2 separate regions of the Oryctolagus cuniculus genome follow, and region 2 is linked to region 1. The links are chromatin contacts, called in public Micro-C maps. All regions are on one chromosome and are shown on one strand. Each heading gives the region's core, a stretch centred on a gene start, on an enhancer-like site or on the middle of the called end of the contact. The rest is flanking DNA. Distances are from core to core; before and after follow the strand shown.

Evidence for each region. A called contact is a pair of places that touch in the nucleus more often than the background predicts.
Region 2: a contact with region 1 is called in a Micro-C map of ear pinna, with 2.1 times the contacts expected there. The contact joins the promoter of EPB41L1 here to the enhancer-like site in region 1. A contact is called at or near these places in 2 of 6 Hi-C or Micro-C datasets (ear pinna and skin fibroblasts).

What each region holds. Positions count from the first base shown.
Region 1 is chr11:22,147,093-22,149,792 of mOryCun1.1, reverse strand. All of the region lies in intron 2 of EPB41L1 (erythrocyte membrane protein band 4.1 like 1), which reads left to right. Among named protein-coding and RNA genes, the nearest start is that of EPB41L1, 38 kb to the left of the region's middle. Within about 2 kb of position 1,447, at least 1 of the 8 cell types and tissues checked has an H3K27ac peak or open chromatin away from gene starts, as enhancers often do. A contact at or near this core is called in ear pinna, where this site is marked.
Region 2 is chr11:22,184,840-22,187,539 of mOryCun1.1, reverse strand. It overlaps EPB41L1 (erythrocyte membrane protein band 4.1 like 1), which reads left to right and starts at 1,314. Exons shown (of 24, transcript XM_070051888.1): 1 at 1,314-1,466.

The DNA.
Region 1 (2,700 bases), core at 198-2,697:
CCTAAGGGCACCCTGGCCATATTTCAGACTGGGCAGGCTCCCTGGGGGGATTCTGGCCCAAAGCTGTGGCCGCTCCTCAGGCCGTGCCCAGAGCCCGCGGCGTCTGGGTGAAGGGCAGGCAGGGTTCTCGATTTCTCCCCCAGCTCCCCCTGGGGTGGGAGGCGGGACAGCGCGGAGGGGGCGGCCTAGTTTCACGGAGGCCCTTCTCTAACCCTTGAGCCGATTTCCTCAGCTGGGGGCTGGGCCGCGCAGTGATTCACCTGCCGTGTGGCGGGGTAAGCACACAGCCTGCGCCCGGGTGCCCCACGTCCACGCGAGCCTGAGCGGGGGCCCAGCCAGGCCCCTTCCTGCAGGCATATTCAGAGGGCTTCTGGGCCCCAGGGTCTCCCTGGGCTGAGGTGGGCGTTTCCTTGAGGGTTTCAACCTGCGGGAACAGGTGGACTCCCTGGTTCCCTCCTCAGGCAGCTGTGTTAGCTCCTGACGCTGCTGCTACAAAACACCACACACCCAGTGGCTCGACACACGCGGCTGTGTTCCCCTGGGGTTCTGGGGGGCGGATGTTTGCAAAGCGGCCTTAGGGGGCTGACAACCTGGCGCAGGTGGAGTGGCAAGGGCAGGCTCTGAGGCTGCCCGGGTCCCTTGGCCATAGCCTTCTTCCACTCTGCTGCTGCTTCTTGACGATGTATTTATTTAAAGATTTATTTATTTTGTTTGAAAGGCAGAGTTACAGAGAGGCAGAGAGAGAGAGGTCTTCCATCCACTGGTTCACTCCCCAAGTGGCCACAACAGCTGGAGCAGCGCTGATTCAAAGCCAGGAGCCAGGAGCTTTTTCTGGGTCTCCCATGCTGGTGCAAGGGCCCAAGCACTTGGACCATCCTCCACTGCTCTCCCAGACCATTAGTAGAGAGCTGGATCGGAAGTGGAGCAGTGGGACTCGAACCGGCGTCTGTATGGGATGCCGGCACTGCGGGTAGCGGCTTTACCCACTATACCACAGCGCCGGTCCCCACTCTCTGCTTCTGTTGTCACGTCCCTGGTTCTGCCTCCCCTGCCTCCCTCTTTGTCTTCCGAGGACCCTGTGATCGCAGTGGTTCTGTCTGGACGATCTGAGATTGTCTCACCCTCTCAAAGTGCTTCACGGGTCGCACCCGCTGACTCCCTGTGGTCCTGTGGGGGGACCCTTTCACAGGTTCTGGGCACAAGGACCTGGACATGCTGCTTAGCACGGTGGCCAATGCTAGGGATGGCTCTGGGTTTAGTGGACCCCTAGGTCCTGCCGCTGTTGTGTCAGCAGCCCCCAAGATCAAGGGGACGCGGGGCAGCCTGGGCCTGAGACGCTGTGGCTGGGGACTGTCCCACAGGACTCCGCGGGCAGGGGCCCGGCAGGGAGGCAGTGGACTTGCGATGGTGTTCAGTGAGGCAAACACTGGGGAGAGAGACCCTCTGGGAGGCCCTGCCACGGAGGGCCAGTGCCCCCTCCATGTACTGCCCTTGCTGTGTGCACGTGCACGTGCACGTGTGTGTGTGTGTGTGCGCGCGCGTGCTCATCTGCATCTCTGCTTGAATACTCTCGGGAGGGCCAAGGAGCAGCTCTGTAAAAAGGCCCTTTCTGCTCTTGTTCTTAGGAAAATAATTACACAAGTGACTAATTTTATCCCTAATCCCATAATTACTTTATTATGTGGCGGGTGAGAGGGCCCTGAGCTGTGCCGACGGCGCCACTCTGGCTGCCGGCCCAGTTGGCCTGGTCCGCCGGCACGGGGCACCACCCTGCCTCTGGCCTGGCTTGCCGCGAGGTTGCCCCTGTCCCGTTCTGGCTGAGGTCAGCTACATTTTGGTATTTGGGACCCAAAAGGTCACCGTCCCCTCCCCTCAAGTCCGCGTACAAACGTGGCACTGGGCAGTTAGCTGGCCCCCGGGACTAAGGCTGGGGGAAATCAAGAGATCTGGGGTATAGCTCAGCGCTCTCGTGAATTTGCCCCATGACCTTGAGCTGGGTTTCGACTCCATTGTCTGTACAGTGGGGCCCTGGTCAGCTTTCACACCCAGAGATTCCTGAAGGGAACTGAGCGAGCTGGAACTCAGACCAAGGCAAGTTCCTGCCGTCTGCTGAAACACCACGGTCACGCATCTCCTGATCGTGGCATTACAGATTCGAATGACCAGGGCTGGCACCGTGGTGTGGCAGATAGAGTCACCACCCGGGACGCTGCAGTCCCAATCCCGGCTGCTCCCCCAATCCAGCACCCTGCTAATGGCCTGCGAGAGCAGTGGAGGGTGGCCCACACCAGAGCCCAGGAAGAAGCTCCCGGCTCTTGGTTTTGGCCTGGCCCAGCCCTGGCTGTTGCAGCCATTTGGGGAATGAACCAGCAGATGGAAGATCTCTGTCTCTCTGTCTCTCCCTCGCTCTCTGTAACTCTGCATTTCAAATAAATAAGTAAGTGTTTCAAATAAATTAATAAATAAATAAGACTAGCACCACAGCTGTCACTCAGCGGCTGCCTCCTCCAGAGCAGAGCCAGCTCCTGTCTGTCTCATCCTGTGCCTGAGTGACAGGTGAGACAGGCTTTGTAGAAGAGAAGACCGAAGCAGAGACGCCGTAACCCGAGCTCTCCGCCTCTGCCCCGTTGTCTTCTACTAAATAAAGGAAGTTGTGGGGCTGGGATTTGAACCCAGATCTGTCTCGCTCTTTCCATAAGG
Region 2 (2,700 bases), core at 65-2,564, 38 kb before region 1:
TAGTTATAATTTTCCCTCTTGAACAGGCCATGCTCAGGTCTGCTTAGTTTTGCCCTCCCTCCATGTGTGGAAGTTCTCGGGGTCCCTCCCTGACTCCTGGTGTTCTCAGCGGCTCACTTTGCACCTGCTTTTAGCATCCTCCTATAGCAGAGGCAGGGACCAAAACCAGGAACCGGCACTGCTGGGCTTCACCTGGGCCTTCCTGCCTGGAGGGGAGACCTGGGACAAGCTGTCCAGCTGCAAAATGGGGGGAGGCCCGCTGCCGCTTAAGACGCGGTCAGGGCCAAATGAGACAAAGCAGTGGAAGCTCCTGCAGGTAGCAGGCCTCTGCACGCGTCCTGACTTCGCAGGAAAACCTCACAAGTTCCCGAACACTGCTTCTTGCTCGGGCTTCTGGGCTTTAGTTCTAACAAAGGAGGCCCGGGTTCCCAGCCCAGGGCGCTTCTGGAGGGTCTGGCCCTGCCCCAGGAGCCCCAGGGCAGGAAATCCATCGATTTCTTCATCTCTGGTGTGGGGACACAGACGCTATCCTGGGCTCCTTCAACTTAGGCCAGTTCTTCCCTCGCCGGAGCCTCAGTCTACTTAAAGCAGAACCCGAAGGAACGCCGGTAGGTGTCGTGGACTCCACCGTGGAGGTGCCCGGGCCTGTGGAAGGTGGGCGTCAGGGTCCCCGCAGCCCCCGGCGCCATGCGCGGCGAGCTCCGGCCGCAGGAACAATGGCAGGGTGGCGTGGAGGCGGGTGGGCGTAGGCCAGGTCCCGGCCCGGGGCAGACGAGGCGGGCGAGCCGGGCTCCGGACCGCGGGGTTAGTCCGGGCCACCGGGCCGAGAGCCGAGGCGTGTGAGCCAGGGAAAGCCGAGGTCGGCGCTGGCAGGGACCCGGGAGGAGGCGGGGGCGGGGCCCGAGCCCACCCGGCTGGGACTGAGAGGGCCACGAGGCCCCGGCGGGGGTCTCCTGCTCCGCCTCGCCCCGCCGCTGGCGCCGGGCCTCTGAGCTCCGCCGCGGCTCAGGTAGGCGCCGGGCCCACGTGCGGAGGCGGGCGGCGGACCCCGGCGGCGGGCGGGCTCGCTGGCGCAACCCCCTCCTCTGCTCCCCTCCCCGGGGCCGGCGCGGCTCCTCCCGACGCGCGGCCCCGGCCTGGGCTCCGGCTCTGGCGTGACTCCGGCCGCCGCCGACTGGCCGCGGCGCTCGCTAGTCCGCCGGCGACTGCTGCCTGGGCTGCCGGGATCGCCGCCGCCGCCGCCTCCTCCGGGGCAGCCGGCCGGGGCGGGGCGGAGGGGGAGAGGGGGCGTGGGGGCGGGCGGGGAGGGGGCTGAGCGCCGTGGGAGGGAGGGAAGGAGCGAGCGAGTGAGCCAGCGAGCGGGGCATTTCTGCGCAGCTCCAGTGCGCCTCGGAGCCCGCCGGGGCGGCCGCCGGACGCGGAGACCGAGGGACATCAGCGTCCGGAAGCCGAGCTGCGGCCGCCAGGTGAGCCCGCCCGGCACCGGGCGCTGGCCCCGGGGCCGCCTCCACGTCCGAGCTCGCGTGTGTGTTGGGGGGGGGGTGATCGCCGGGCGCTGCGGGCGCTGTCCCCGACTCGCGAGCACTGACAGCCGGCAGGCGGGCTCCGGGGGGCGGGCGCCAGGGTCCGGAGCCTCCGGCTCGGTTCGAGCGCTTCGGAGCTGGCGCGGGAACGTGCGTCGGGGCCCAGGGTTCCGGGCGTGTGGGTGTGAGCGCGCTTGTGCTCGGGATCGGTGCAAGGGGATGCTCGGGGCGCGCGCGCGCGTGTGCGCCGAGTGTGCGCCCCGCGGGTGGCCTGAGCACCTCTGGTGAGGGCGTGTGTGCTTGCGGGTGTCCTCCGCGAGTGTGTCTGTGAGAGGGTGTGTCCCAGTGTGTAGCCGAGAGTGTGTGCGTGCTACCGAGGGTGTGCCCGTGGCTTCGCTTGCGGCTGGAGCCAGGGGTGGGAGGTGTGAGTGTGTGTCGCCGTGTGCGCGCCAGTGTGGTTCCCGTGTGTGCGCGTGTGAGCGCGGGTGTGCACCCGCGTAGCCCCCGTGTGCGTGTGCGCGGCTTTGTCTCCGCACTGTCGGGAGGAAGGGGTGGGGGCGGCGGCCCGGGAGCTGCTGTCGCCGGGAGTCCGGCACCTGGCCCGGGCGGTGGGTGGCGGCGGCGGCGGGGGCGGCCCAGCCGGGCAGAGACTCCCTGCTGGCAGGTGGGCGGCCACACCCCGGGGGCCGGAGGGAGCTGGGCCCGACCGTGGAGCCCGCGCTCGGAGCCGAGCAGGAGCGGAAGGCGTGTCCTGCCTGAATCCTGGGTGCGCGCGTGAGGGGGTGGGCGAATGGGTGTGGAGGGAGGGGTCCTGGGGGTGGGGGTGGCGGCGACAGCGGTCTCCAAGCGGTGACCCAGCCCAGTTCAGAGAGCCATTTCCTGTCGTGGCTCGGGCACTGTCGCCTAGGGCCAGACCCAGCTTAGCCTGGTCAGCCACTATCCCCCCTGCACCCCTGCCCGGGAGAGCCACCTCACAGGTGTCTTGAAAGGATTGGGAGGAAGAATCACTCTCTTAAAGGGCCGTGTCCCACGCCCCGGAATCCCCCCTCCGGAGACCCCTATACTTTGAGAGGCACCCTGGGGCGTGTCTGCACCCTTCCCCATGCCCTGGAGGGCGGTGCCTTTCTGATCCTTACTCTGGGTGCCTAGGTGTGTTTTATCGTGAACAGTGTACCGT